3 separate regions of the Mus musculus genome follow, and regions 1 and 3 are each linked to region 2. The links are chromatin contacts, called in public Hi-C and promoter capture Hi-C maps. All regions are on one chromosome and are shown on one strand. The core of a region is the stretch at or near the end of the contact, and the rest is flanking DNA. Distances in the headings are between cores, read along the strand shown.

Region 1 (4,464 bases), core at 1,396-3,895, about 14 Mb before region 2:
TATCAGCCATGTCTTACTAAATAGGCAAACACTGGAGAAACTAGGACTTGGCCAATGAACTGGGAGGAGCATTCCTAACTCTCAAGGCTAGACCAGGTCAAGCACATTGACTTATCCTCACCATAGCTGGCCCCTGACATAGCCTCCCCATAGCCCTGTAAAAGCCTCCTTGAAGTCTAGGATTACAATGTGCAACAGAGAGTGTTGTCAGTGAAAGATGCACACTGGTTTACCTTGATGATCCTTTTCGACCATCCACTGAAGCCAAAGTAGTAATTGGCCAGTTCCTGGCATCGTGAGCTGTTTAGAGCAAAGGCCTGATGCTGCAGTGCCTTGTGTCTGGTTCCAAGACGAACCTGCCATCCAGAGAGAGAGAGAGAAGAGAGACAGACAGAACAATTGGTAAAGAACTGTTTAGCACGCATGAAAATTTAAATTCAACCCCAGGACAGGATAAGCAGGGCATGGGGACACTCTCCTGCTGTCCCAGCAGTCAGGTAGAGAGGCAGGAAGATCAGAAGTTCAAGATCATCTTTCTCTGATCACAGCCAGTACAAGGCTAACCTGTGCTTAAAATAGTACCTGAATAGCTGAGCAATGAAATGATCTATCTTTACTTTCTATGCCAATCTGGCTACCTCTCCACCCACTTCCATGATACTTGCATATTATTATTGATCTGGCTCTTGAGACCCCTTCATAACTCCAATTCCCTCATCCACTTATTCTCACTTCCCAATAGTACCTTGAATTGTTTTTTTTGTTTTTTGTTTTATTTTTGGTTTTTCGAGACAAGGTTTCTCTGTATAGCCCTGGCTGTCCTGGAACTCACTTTGTAGACCTGGCTGGCCTCGAACTCAGAAATCCACCTGTCTCTGCCTCCCAAGTGCTGGGATTAAAGGCGTGCGTGTGCCACCACTGCCCTGGGAGTGCAAGTCTGGAGGCCAGAAGAGAGTGTGGGATCCCTTGGAACTGCAGTTACTAGAACTGATTGTGAGCCATCCTGTGCGTGCTAGAAATCAAACTTGTGCTCTTAATGACTGAGCCATCTCTCTAGCCCTGTAATCTGTGATTGTTAACATATCCTTCATCACTCTATCAGAACCTAAAGTTTATTAAATGATCTGTTTCAAGAGCACGGGAGACTCACCACTTTGTAATCTTCCCAGTTCCACATACAGTATCTAAATGGCTGAGATGTGGCCATAGGTTAGAAACATACCAATCAAATTCCTTAAAGAATGACTGGCAAGCAAATCACCTCAGGACCTGGAAGTGGGTGATCTAAGATAGAAAAAGGTCTTGCATCATGTATGGACGTAGAGAAAATTCACTTGGGGTCACTACTAACTGCAGTTCTCAGATTTAATCAAGGTTCAAGGGAGAAGAAAAGAAAAGCAATATGGGGGCTGGTGAGATGGCTCAGTGGGTAAGAGCACCCGACTGCTCTTCCGAAGGTCCAGAGTTCAAATCCCAGCAACCACATGGTGGCTCACAACCATCTGTAACAAGATCTGACGCCCTCTTCTGGAGTGTCTGAAGACAGCTACAGTGTACTTACATATAATAAATAAATCTTAAAAAAAAAAAAAAAAAGCAATATGGATAAGAATAAGAAGCTGGGTCAGCAGCAGGTTGATACATCAAAAGTGGCCAATCAGAAATTGAAAGGACAGGTGGTGGAATTGAGAAACATGGTGAGATGTGCTGAGGCTCTGGGGGAACGGGTTCTATGTTAATATGGAATGAAGGCTACAATGTACTAAAGGATGCTTTCCCCACCTCTGGAACCTGAAGGAAGTTCTATTTTACAGTGATGACAATAAAGCATCCATTATATTAAAACTGGCAGTTGGTCAAACACATTTTAAGTCCAAATAAAATAGAAAATGTTTATAAATAATGTAAATAATAAATGTAAATGTAACATACGACATGGGATTTTCATTGGAACTCTTGGGTTTGACCACAATTACTCTCATGATGAACCTTTTATCACCTAACCATCACCTAGGATACCTGAGGCCAGAGGATCAGTGAAAACGCATCTGGAAGCACCGGGTGAATCAGGGCACCACAGAGTCTCTAGCTACTCACTGCAGAACTCGGAACGTTATCCTGAAGCCTGCATTTGCACACACCTTCACTGGTGATGTCTGAAAAAGGGGTTTCCCATCGCAAGCCTTCTGGGCTCTCTGTGCGTCCCGCGAGGAGTAAAACTTGATGATGGCGTAGAAACCAGGACGAGCCACTGCAGCGTTCGGGAAGACTCGGACTGAATACAGAAGGCCAAACTGAGAGAACACTGTGAACAGAGAATGCTGTGGGAGGCCCACCAGTGAGTGCTGACCCCCTACCTCACTTCAAGCCCAGATCCCGCCCTTCTCCGCTGGAAGCACTCCCTTCACTGGGGCTTCATCTAAGGAGGAGACAAGCCCTCGCTGGCTCCCCGTTCCTCTGCGCCCACGCGGGGCCCACGCCTCCTGTCCCCCCACTCCCTTCCCCTGCCCTCTCCGCGCAGCCCCTCACACTTAAGGCTTCGGCTGGGGGCCCAGTGCTCAGATCCCACACCAACAAAACTTTGTCGCTCTGGGTGGGAACTACGAAAGAGATCAACTCCGCCATGGTAAAGCCAGTGCGCCTGCGCAAGCTACTACCGCGAAATTTAAACCCTCACAAGTAAAGGGCGGAGCTTAACGATTTCCTTAAAACTTCCCACAAAGCACATATTTAAAATGTTTCCACCCCACATTAGCTCCAGTGCTACACTCTTTTTTCTTTTTTTTTTTCCTAAGATTTATTTATTTATGTGGTTGCTGGGACCTGAACACAGGGCCTTTGGAAAAGCAGTCGGTACTCTTAACCACTAAGCCATCTCTCCAGCTCTGGCGCAAACGAGAACTCAGTTATCGTGTACACAACCCAATCAGGATACAAACTAACGAAAGTTAAGAAGAAGAAAACACAGACATATTTAAAAAGCTGGACTGCCCTACAATCACCATGCTCTGACTTTAAAACCAACTTTACTCCCCAGAGGGGGTGCACCGTTCCTGGAGGTACTGCAATACCAGGTCGATGCGTGGAGTGGACGGAGCAAGCTCCTATTCCAACTCCTACTTCCAAAAATCCATTTAATATATTGTCCTCGGATAGAGGACGTATCAGATATTAAACTGATAAGAACAGATACTACACTTGATCTTAGCCAAAAGGCCGAGAAGCGATACCGAACTACGCCCACACGCCCCATACACTCAACACCGACCACACCTTTAATTCACAGTCACCAACCAACCGACTCAAACATGCAGCCAACACAGACTCTCCTCTTCATTGAGTACACCACCTTTACGCCACGAAAAGCCTGTAAGATTCAAGGAGGCCGAGAAGTTTTGGTTGCAGTTTTTTGTTTTTGCTCCCAGAGTTCCACAGAGCAGTTATTTGCATGCCCCGCCCAAGCGCGCCGAAAGCTCGAACCTGGACTGCTTTTTCCGCTTCTGCGCTGTAGAGCGCAACCGGGGCGCAGAGGGGACGTATTGACCTTTCCCTGCGATACAACCAGGTTCTTCTTCGCAGTCTTTCAGACCACACCCACAACAAAAGGTCCTTGAGGAAAAGGGGCCTTTCGATTTTCTGCTTAATTTATTAGTTTACAGGCGATTCCGCTAGGCTCCTCCCTAGGATCAAGCAACCAGCTTATGGTGCTTCTTCAGGTGTGGTGATAACGACTGCTTCACCACTCCAGCTCTCTCTGTTCCCACGTGTTCCTTGCGGTCTCTGGCCCCAGCCCCCATTCTCTCCTTCTCTGTCCCCTGCTTTCTCTGCCCTCGTGACTCTGTTCCCCTCTGTCTGCCTATCTGTTCATCTACCTCAACCCCTTCTCCAAGCCCTCCCTCCCCTCTCTTCCCCCAAATAACTCCCCACCAGATCTGTTGCTTGGCGTCATTTCTCAAGGGGGCACTTTGGCATGGGTCAGCCAGGAACTCCCTAATCATATTAAATTTCATATCATACATTATCTAAAAATATATCGCTATTCTGTTTTGAGGCAGGGTCATCACGTTCTATAGATTGGAAGAAGATCCAGGTTCGATTCCCAACACCCGATGGTGGCTCACAGTTATCTTTAACCTTCGTTCTAGAGGAGCCAGCAGGAACACCTGTGGCATACATATTTACATGACGTATGTGTGTGTGTGTGTGTGTGTGGACATTCATACATAAGTAAATGTAAGAAAAAAATCTAAAAGGCACAAGAAGTGAATAAAATTTACAAAGCTCAGGAAGAAGCCGGGCGTGGTGGCACACGCCTTTAATCCCAGCACTTGGGAGGCAGAGGCAGGCAGATTTCTGAGTTCGAGGCCAGCCTGGTCTACAACGTGAGTGCCAGGACAGCCAGGGCTACACAGAGAAACCCTGTCTCGAAAAACCAAACAAACAAACAAACAAAGCTCAGGAAGT
Region 2 (4,089 bases), core at 46-2,545:
TTCTGCCTTAGCATCCAGACAAATGGGATTATAGGCCTGTACCAACACTTCCCAATTCCTTTGCTTGATACAGAGCCTAACTACAGAGCTCATTTTGTAGCCACAGTTAGCTTTGAACTTAAGATCCTCTTGCCTTAGTCGGGCAGTGGTGGCACACGCCTTTAGTCCCAGCACTTGGGAGGCAGAGGCAGGCAGATGTCTGAGTTCAAGGCCAGCCTGGTCTACAGAGTGAGTTCCAGGACAGCCAGGGCTACACAGAGAAACCCTGTCTCAAAAAAAACCAAAACAAACAAAAAGTCCTCTTGCTTTAGCATGTACCACCATACAAATACATTTTGTGAAGGGAAGTCACTGAGAGATGGGAAGCTGTAGATAGCAGTTCTGAGACTGGCACAAGGCATCTCTGAGAGGCACCAGGCACTGCTAAAGAAATGGACAAACTCTGACTGTTCTAGAAGGTAAGTTCCTATGACTCATTAAGATGGGGGCAGGGTGAAGGAGAGACTTCAAAGGTAACATATTGGGGACATGTATCTCTCAGTGGTGGAGAGCTTGCTTGAAGACAGGACGAGAGACAGATTTATAACTGGAGGGAGGAAGCTTTTCAGAATGGGGAAAGGATTACTGAACTACTATAGTGTCTTATCTAACACAATCCTTACAGCAACCCCACATTATACTGTCACCACATGTCTCTAAGTCACAGAAAAACAAATTCAGGCTGAAAAACTGTTGAAGGGTTACCAGCTATTAAATAAGGAAAACAAAACCACCAACCAGAAGTAATTCTTCACCAAAGCAATCCCACACACACTTTCTAGAAAACAATAGAAGGAAAGTGTAACCTCTTCCCCCAGCCTGAAACCTGGCTGCTCAGGTTTCACTGTTAGCAGGAAGAGAGCATGGGGTGGACCTGCCGCCCTATCGTTCTGCCACTCCCACTGCTGCTGCCTGCCGCCTAGCTGTTCCGGAGCCAACACGTGGTCACCTGCAACTGGACTCCTAGGATGATTTGGCGGGAATGGGCCCCTCCCCCTTCTTCATAACCCCGAGTCTCTGAATAGTAAAATTGAACCTTGATCAGACTAATGTCTTGGTTCCATCCTTTCTCGGGCCGCCTAGTTCCCTCTTTTTCTTCCAGATTCCAAGATGCCTTCCAGGCTTGAACCCAAACATGTGAGCCGCTGGCCAGACTCAACAGGAAAGCAAGCAAAAAATTGCCAACGCTACAACAAAGCACAACAGCAAAGCCAGGCATTGCCTGCTAATGCTTCTGACATCAGCACTCAGGAAGCTGGGGCAAAGACGGCCACTTCAAGACCAGCCTAGACTTCCTTCACAGGTAGCCCTCTCCCTCTCCCCTTTCTTTCTAAATTTCCTTTCTTTAAGACAGGGTTTCATTTCTGTCCTAGCACTCACACTGTAGCCAAAGCTGGCCTTAAACTCACAGAGATCTGTCTACCTCTGTCTCTTGAGTACTGGGAATGAAGGCATGCACACCTTCCAAACAAATTAATTTGTAATATGAACCACTCAGACAATGTCTCTCCCTCTCAAAGGTTTCCCAAAGGAACGACCATCACATGTAAATGAACACTGCAGTAAAGCAACACGGAGGACCACCCAGCTCTGTGCTCAGAAGAGGATGCAGCATACGACCAGACACTTGGTATAGAAATGATTCCGGGCTGGTGAGATGGCTCAGTGGGTAAGAGCACCCGACTGCTCTTCCGAAGGTCTGGAGTTCAAATCCCAGCAACCACATGGTGGCTCACAACCATCCGTAACGAGATTTGGCACCCTCTTCTGGAGTGTCTGAAGACAGCTACAGTGTACTTACATATAATAAATAAATAAATCTTAAAAAAAAAAAAAAAAGAAATGATTCCTCGGGGCTGGTGAGATGGCTCAGTGGGTAAGAGCACCCGACTGCTCTTCCGAAGGTCCAGAGTTCAAATCCCAGCAACCACATGGTGGCTCACAACCATCTGTAACAAGATCTGACGCCCTCTTCTGGAGTGTCTGAAGACAGCTACAGTGTACTTACATATAATAAATAAATAAATCTTTAAAAAAAAAGAAAAAGAAATGATTCCTCAGTAACAAAAACACCCAAGGGCAGGGGAAGAGGATGTTCCCCTGAAGATGTTTTCTTGATTCAGTGTTTCAAAGACCCCTGTCAGCTTCAGTTCTTGAAGGTTTTCTGAATTCAGCTCAATTATTATTTCCTTCAGGAAATCTCAACTGACATACCACCCAAACTTGTTTAAACTGAACTTGTATATGCTTCCTGGCATATATATTTCAACTTCAAAGCTTTTATTACACCAGAGTTCTACGTGGTTTGTTTCAGATTAAATAATAGAAAGACGTCATAAAAATGCTATGTTATCGTGAATCTTTCACATAGTATATACACAGTACCTAAGAATGGTCTTTATGCTAATATGTGAGTGAAAAAGAGAAAAAGAGCAAATGAAAAGGAAATGCAGGCTGGTGAGTGACTCAGCTTTGAAGAGCACTTCATGCTCTTCCAGAGGGGCTGCGATTTTAGACCCCAGCACCCAGGTCAGGTGGCTCCCAATTACCTGTAACTCTGGCTTCACGAAGCCTGGATCATCTTCTAGCTTCTTCATGCACTCAAACATGGGAGGCACAGACTCGCAAACATATAGTAAATCTTTTAAAAATTAAAATTAAAAAAAGGTCGCTGAAGGCAATCTGACCTGCTCATGTAGATGCTGCCAAGTCACTCTTTATCTAATAGACAGATAATGTTTTACCATGGTTCTAGCTCCTACAAAATTTTACATAAATGAATTTTTAAAAGATTTCTTTAAAATTAATTTTTATTTTATGTGTATGAGTATTTCGCCTCCAAGTATGTCTGTGCCAGGTGTACTCAGAAGCAAAAAAAAGGGCATGTGATGTCCTGAAACTCGAGTTACAGACAGCTGTCAACCATCATGTGGGTGCTAGAAATCTGAGCTGAAGTCCTACCGAAGAAGAGCAGTCAGTGCTCTTACCCAATGAGCCATCTTTCCAGCCCCAGATTTCTATTTTATTATTTAAAGATTTATCTTTCTAAATTATCTATATGTGCATGTGCCTAAGTGTATATGAGTCAGGTGCCCATGAAATGTAGAGAGAGCACCAGATTGCTTTGAGCTGAAGTTACAGGTAGTTGGGAGACACCTGATGTGGAACTAAACTCAGGACTTCTGCATGAGCTGTGTGAGTACTGTGTGTTAGCAAGACAGTTGTGGTTCTTTCACCTCAGACCTCTGGGAGTTCAAAGACAGTCTGGTTTACCGAGCTAGAGCTGGTTCTGGTGAACCAGGGCTACACCCCCACCCCTCATCCACAACCACTCCCCGACCCCCACCCCCGTCCCCACCCCCAAAAAATGTTTTTTTTTTTTTTTTTTTTCGACACAGGGTTTCTCTGTGTAGCCCTGGCTGTCCTGTAACTCACTTTGTAGACCAGGCAGGCCTTACATTCAGAAATCCACCTGCCTCTGCATCCCAAGTGCTGGGATTAAAGGTTTATGACACCACCGCTTGGCCCAAAACATGTTCTTCATCACTGAGCCATCTTTCCAGCTTAAGTTGTTGTTGTTGTTTTTAACTATATGTCTATAGTTGTCTGTGTGGAGGTTTGTATACATGAGTGTTTAATTGCCTGCAGAGGCCAGAAAAGGACAATGAATCCCCTGAAGCGAAAATGAAAAGCAACTGTAAGACACTTGGTGTGGGTAGGTGCTGGGAACCAAGCCACAGTCCCTGCAAAGACACATGAATGCATTTTCAATGCTTTTGCATACAATTATTTAAAATAGCTGAACATATTTTAATTTTAAAGAAACTAGTGATTTAACTTAATTAACAAATTACAAAAAACAACTATTTAAAAGCTGTTGAGGGGGCTGGAGAGATGCCTCAGCGGTTAAGGACTGCCCTTTCAGAGGTCCTGAGTTCAATTCCCAGCAATCACATGGTGGCTCACAACCATCTGTAATGGCTGATGCCCTCTTCTTGTGTGTCTGAAGACAGCTACAGCTACATAAAATAAACAAACAAACAAATCTTT
Region 3 (4,625 bases), core at 6-2,505, about 14 Mb before region 2:
CTCTGGACAAACTCCTTGAACTTGAGACGGTAAAGAAGGGAAGTCTTCCCCGCGGAATCCAACCCAATGACGACGACATGCAGGGCCTGGAAGTGCGGCAGAAAGGACGAGGCTGTAGGGGCCATTTCAGTCAAGTGGTTCCCCATGGTGAGCTAGGGTGCAGGGTGGACCTCAGGAGTAGGTCTGGGACTCCAGCAGAGGCCAAGAAGAGGAGACCTTAAAACGGCAGGTAGCACAAGCTGGGGTGTCTAAACAAGGCCAAAAAAGAAACGAGAAAGGTTTAGAATAAACGAATTTGCAACTTTTGGGTCCTTCCCCTAAACCTGCACCCTACCCTTCTAAATATTCCTTTTATTAAAACAAGGTTTGCCCCAGCAGTGGTGGAGCACACCTTTAATCCCAGCACTTGGGAGGCAGAGGCAGGTGGATTTCTGAGTTCGAGGCCAGCCTGGTCTACAGAGTGAGTTCCAGGACAGCCAGGGCTACACAGAGAAACCCTGTCTAGAAAAACAAAAAAGAAAAAAAAAAAGATTTTTAAGTGCCTCTTTTTCCAAAGTAAAGAAAAAATATTTTGTGCGTGTGTGTAAGCCACTCACAGCTTGAGTGTTAAAGTCAGGACAACTTACAAGAGTATGTGGGTCTCAGGAACCAATTAGGGTCCTCATGTTTTAGGGTAGGCGCTTTTAAACCATCTCCAATGCCTTTCTCCTTCCCCTCTTCTTAAAAATAAAAAATAAAAAAAGTAGCTACAGGTGTAACAAGGCGTGCTCCTGTCCCAGGGACTCCTAGGAGAGGCCCTGAGGTCAGAGAAACTCTCGGGCACTAGGATCTTCGAGGGTGCGGATCTTGCAGGCAAGATCCGAAGTAAGGTCGTTTCCCTGCACCCCTCTCCGAGATTGAGAGAAAGCAGAAGCTGTGCTCTCCACTCCCCAGAGGAGAAATCTCGCATGAAGGAGGCGGTCGGGCAGTGTGCCCAAAGTAAGAGCACCGATGTGGGTCGGGCTCCCACAAGCACCGCATACCCACAACGGTGGCACGCCCCTGCGGGCGCTTTGACCACCACCACACGGCCCTGCAACTCTCCAGCCAGCGGTCGACGCCCGCTCCCCTAAGCCCCGCAAGCCGGCGCCTTTGCATGGTCCAGACACCCTCCTTTACCTTCAGCCAGCCGCACTCTCCGCGAGCCACGCCAACCAGACACCGACTCGTCGCGTCTCAGCCACAGCGGACTTTGCAGTGCCGCTGCTCCGGTTCCTCGTTAAAAACCCTCTCGTGACGTCACACGACGCGGCCCAATCAGCGTCCCGGAGGCGGGGACTGAGCCAGCCTCTGCAGCCCCAGCCTGGAAATGGAGAGCTCGTTCTATCCGGAACCGCTTTATTTTAATCTTTTCTACCTTATTCAGTATTTGGAACAGAGCCTGGAACTCATTAGGGCTGGGAGGTGGGACAGACTAAAGGAACAGGCGTGGCTGCGCCTGACGAGAGCATGGAACGGAATGTCTAATAATGACACTACCCCATCCACTTGCCCTCAATCCGGCTGCCCCCCCCCCATACTTTCCTTCCACCTAAAGATCTGCTCGAAGAGATTCTGACATGTTTTCGTATCTTACCTCATTCAGTAGTACTCATTCAAGTCACTGTCTTCATCTAGTTTGCAAAGCAGTATTTACCTGGAGCTCTGATACAGCTGATTCATAATACTAAGCCCATTTAATGTATATAGGAGTACGGGGACGCTGACACACCAGAAGAGGGCATCGGATCCCCTTACAGATGGTTGTGAGCCACCATGTGGTTGCTGGGAAATGGATTCAGGACCTCTGCAAGGGCAGCAGTGCTCAGTGTCAGTTAAGCCAGTGGGTCAGTATATGCCCATGTGTTCAGTAGGAAATGTCAGATCTCCTGGAACCAGAATTAGAGACAGTGGTGACTGCCTCATATGGGTGCTGGGAACCGAACCTGGGTCCGCTGGAAGAGTAATAAGTGCTCTTAACCACTGAGCCATTGCTTCAAGGGATAAGGGGGTGGGGGGAGTATTTTTTGAGACAGGGTCTTTCTATATAACCCTAGCTATCCTGGAACTCACTATGTAGACTAGGGTGGCCTCATACACAAAATAATCCACCTGCCTCTGCCTTTAAGATTAAAGGCATGAAACCAGGCAGTGGTAGTGCATGCCTTTAATCTTGGGAGGCAGTGGCAGGCAGATTTCTGTGTTCGAGGCCATCCTGATCTACAGAGTGAGTTCCAGTACAGCCAGGGCCACACAGAGAAACCATCTCGGGAAAAAAAAAGGAAAAAAAAGGATTAAAGGCATGAGCCATCATATCCAGCTATATTTGGTTTTTTTGTGTGTGTGTTTTGAGATAGGAATCTCATTATGTAGCTCAGGCTATCCTGGACATCCTAACAATCTTTGGGCCTCAGCTTCCTGCATATAGAGCATGGAGGACCCCATTACCTCACAGTAGCATGTTAGGGACTGTTGTCTGTTTCTTACAGGTACAGAAAGCTGCAGATGGATAAAAGACTTAGTTATGATCACATTTAGGTCATATGTGGCTGAGCAAGATCTGTCTGAATTCAGTGCCAGGATGCTCACTGCTTGGCAATAGTCTTCTCATGGGGAGACTCTGGGGCGAGGCAGTCTTACGTTAGACAGCCAGCATTACACAGTGAGATGCTGTCTAAAAAGCACGATAAAAGAGACTTTAAAAGACAAAGTTCAACTGGGCATAACCACAGAGTGTTATCCCAGGTACTCTGGAGGCTGAGGCAGGAGACAAGACATGGATAACCTCTCTAGGCTAGATCATGAGTTCAAGGCCAGCACGAGCAACTTAACACGACCCTATTTCAGAAATACAGATGAACCAGTCATGATGGCGTAGCAGCAGAGAGTTTGCCCAGCATGCACAGACTCTGGGTTCTGCCCCAAGTACCTCAGTAATCAAACACAGCTCATTCCTCAGCACCAGCCAGAGTTCTAGGGCTACAGACACCTCAAGCCTCAAAGGTCACATTCCATAATGAGTGACAGACAGCGGCAGCTCAGGAAGACACAATTTTTTTTTTTTTTGTTTTTTAACAAATCATCAAATGGGGACTTCAGAGGGATTTCAGAGGGAAAGAATGGGTCACCTAGAAGTTTCTGAAAAGGTCTCTAGAAATGTAGCACTTGGGTGGGGCATCGTGCTTAGCAGTTAGTCGCAGTTCTGGTTGTCCTGAAGGGGAGGAGATGTTACAAAGGGCAAGGTGACCAAAAGGACAACAAGATTACCCTCAGTAAAAGCTACGCGTAAAGAGGATTGGGAAGGGAGGAGGGGAAGTCACTGCCAGACTGGCAGAGTCCAGCCCTTTCCTGCCGGCCACCTCCAGCCAGGACTGATAAAAAAGTTTCCCCATGTTTAACACCAGCATGCCTTGCCACCTCTGTGTCGCCTCCCTACCACAACATTGGCCACATGGGTTGCCGAGCAGTCCAGGAGCCTCCAGATTCCCTAGAGATCTTCTGAAATTTGTCTAGGACCCAGACCTTAGAAAGTAACTTTTTTACACACCCAAAATGGGGATGATGGGACAGACTGGAATGGTAGCTAAGGCCCTGAGGCAGAGAAGAGCATAGCAAAGCTGGAAGAGGGGAGCCATGGGGTAGGTAGGCCAAGGGCACAGAGAACACCACCATACACAGTTTTCTTTTATCTCTCTATTTTTTGTTTTTGTTTTTGCTTTTTTGGTTTTTTTCTAGACAGGGTTTCTCTGTATAGCCCTGGCTGGCCTCGAACTCAGAAATCCGCCTCCCTCTGCCTCCCAAGTGCTGGGATCAAAGGCATGTGCCACCACTGCCCAGCTTCTTTTTCTTAAGATTTATTTATTTTATGTATGTAGCTGTCTTCAGACACACCAGAAGAGGGCATCGGATCCCATTACAGATGGTTGTGAGCCACCATGTGGTTGCTGGGAATTGAACTCAGGTCAGGAACTCTGGCAGAGCAGTTATAGTGCTCTTATCTGCTGAGCCATCTCTCCAGACCCCTCTTTTCTTTTTCTTTTTGTTGTTTTTGGTTTTCAAGACAGGGTTTCTCTGTCTAACTTTGGCTGTCCTGGAACTCACTCTGCAGACCAAGCTGGCCTCAAGAACTCAGAGATCTGCCTGCTTCTACACAATTTTCTTTGTAAAAAATTCAAAACTGAATCGGGCACCGTAGTGTAGCCCTGTGATCCCAGCACTGGGAGGCAAAAAGTTCTAGGCTAGCTCAGTTTACTTGGTAAATTTCAGGGCAGCCAGTGTGAAACAGTGAACATTCAAAATGCAAAAATAAAAAGTTGCTGGTGGTGGTCCGCACCTCTAATCTCTGCACTTGAGAGATGGAGGCAAGAAGATCAGTTATTTAATCAAGGCCGACCTCAGCTTATGGCAAGCTTGAGATAAACCTGGGGTACAGAAGACCCTGTGTCAAAAAACAAGCATTCGAACAAACAAAAACCTAATACCATCAGGATGATAGGAAGGGATGGGGGAGCGGGGGAGTTGGGCAGTGAGAACAGGTTGCTCTCAAGCATCTCTGAGACTTTAATCACCAGCAGACTTGAGCAAACAAACAAACAAACAAAACAACA

The links. Promoter capture Hi-C pulls out the DNA fragments that hold promoters and counts their contacts. Hi-C and Micro-C count contacts between places; a contact is called where the count stands out from the background.
Region 1: a Hi-C map of the G1E-ER4 cell line shows a contact between it and region 2, with 9 times the contacts expected there. The contact joins the promoter of Rdm1 here to the enhancer-like site in region 2. A contact is called at or near these places in 7 of 39 promoter capture datasets (the HPC-7 cell line, cranial neural crest, embryonic stem cells and 4 more), 8 of 484 Hi-C or Micro-C datasets (B cells, the C10 cell line, the G1E-ER4 cell line and 3 more) and 1 of 115 datasets of contacts at active chromatin or transcription factors (CD8 T cells).
Region 3: a promoter capture Hi-C map of cranial neural crest shows a contact between it and region 2. The contact joins the promoter of Arl4d here to the enhancer-like site in region 2. A contact is called at or near these places in 10 of 39 promoter capture datasets (the C10 cell line, the HPC-7 cell line, cranial neural crest and 5 more), 8 of 484 Hi-C or Micro-C datasets (CD4 T cells, differentiating embryonic stem cells, embryonic stem cells and 3 more) and 2 of 115 datasets of contacts at active chromatin or transcription factors (acute myeloid leukemia and embryonic stem cells).

The regions. Positions count from the first base shown.
Region 1 is chr11:101,626,130-101,630,593 of GRCm38.p6, reverse strand. It overlaps Rdm1 (RAD52 motif 1), which reads right to left and starts at 2,645. Exons shown (of 7, transcript NM_025654.2): 1 at 2,530-2,645; 2 at 2,142-2,321; 3 at 234-356. The coding sequence starts at 2,625. It overlaps LOC115487916 (a small nuclear RNA gene), which reads right to left and starts at 3,228; the gene lies at 3,038-3,228.
Region 2 is chr11:87,450,512-87,454,600 of GRCm38.p6, reverse strand. All of the region lies in intron 2 of Tex14 (testis expressed gene 14), which reads right to left. Among named protein-coding and RNA genes, the nearest start is that of Rnu3b3, 3.9 kb to the right of the region's middle. Within about 2 kb of position 1,295, at least 43 of the 459 cell types and tissues checked have an H3K27ac peak or open chromatin away from gene starts, as enhancers often do. A contact at or near this core is called in CD8 T cells, the G1E-ER4 cell line and embryonic stem cells, where this site is marked.
Region 3 is chr11:101,662,171-101,666,795 of GRCm38.p6, reverse strand. It overlaps Arl4d (ADP-ribosylation factor-like 4D), which reads right to left and starts at 1,255. Exons shown (of 2, transcript NM_025404.3): 1 at 1,159-1,255; 2 at 1-248. The coding sequence starts at 146.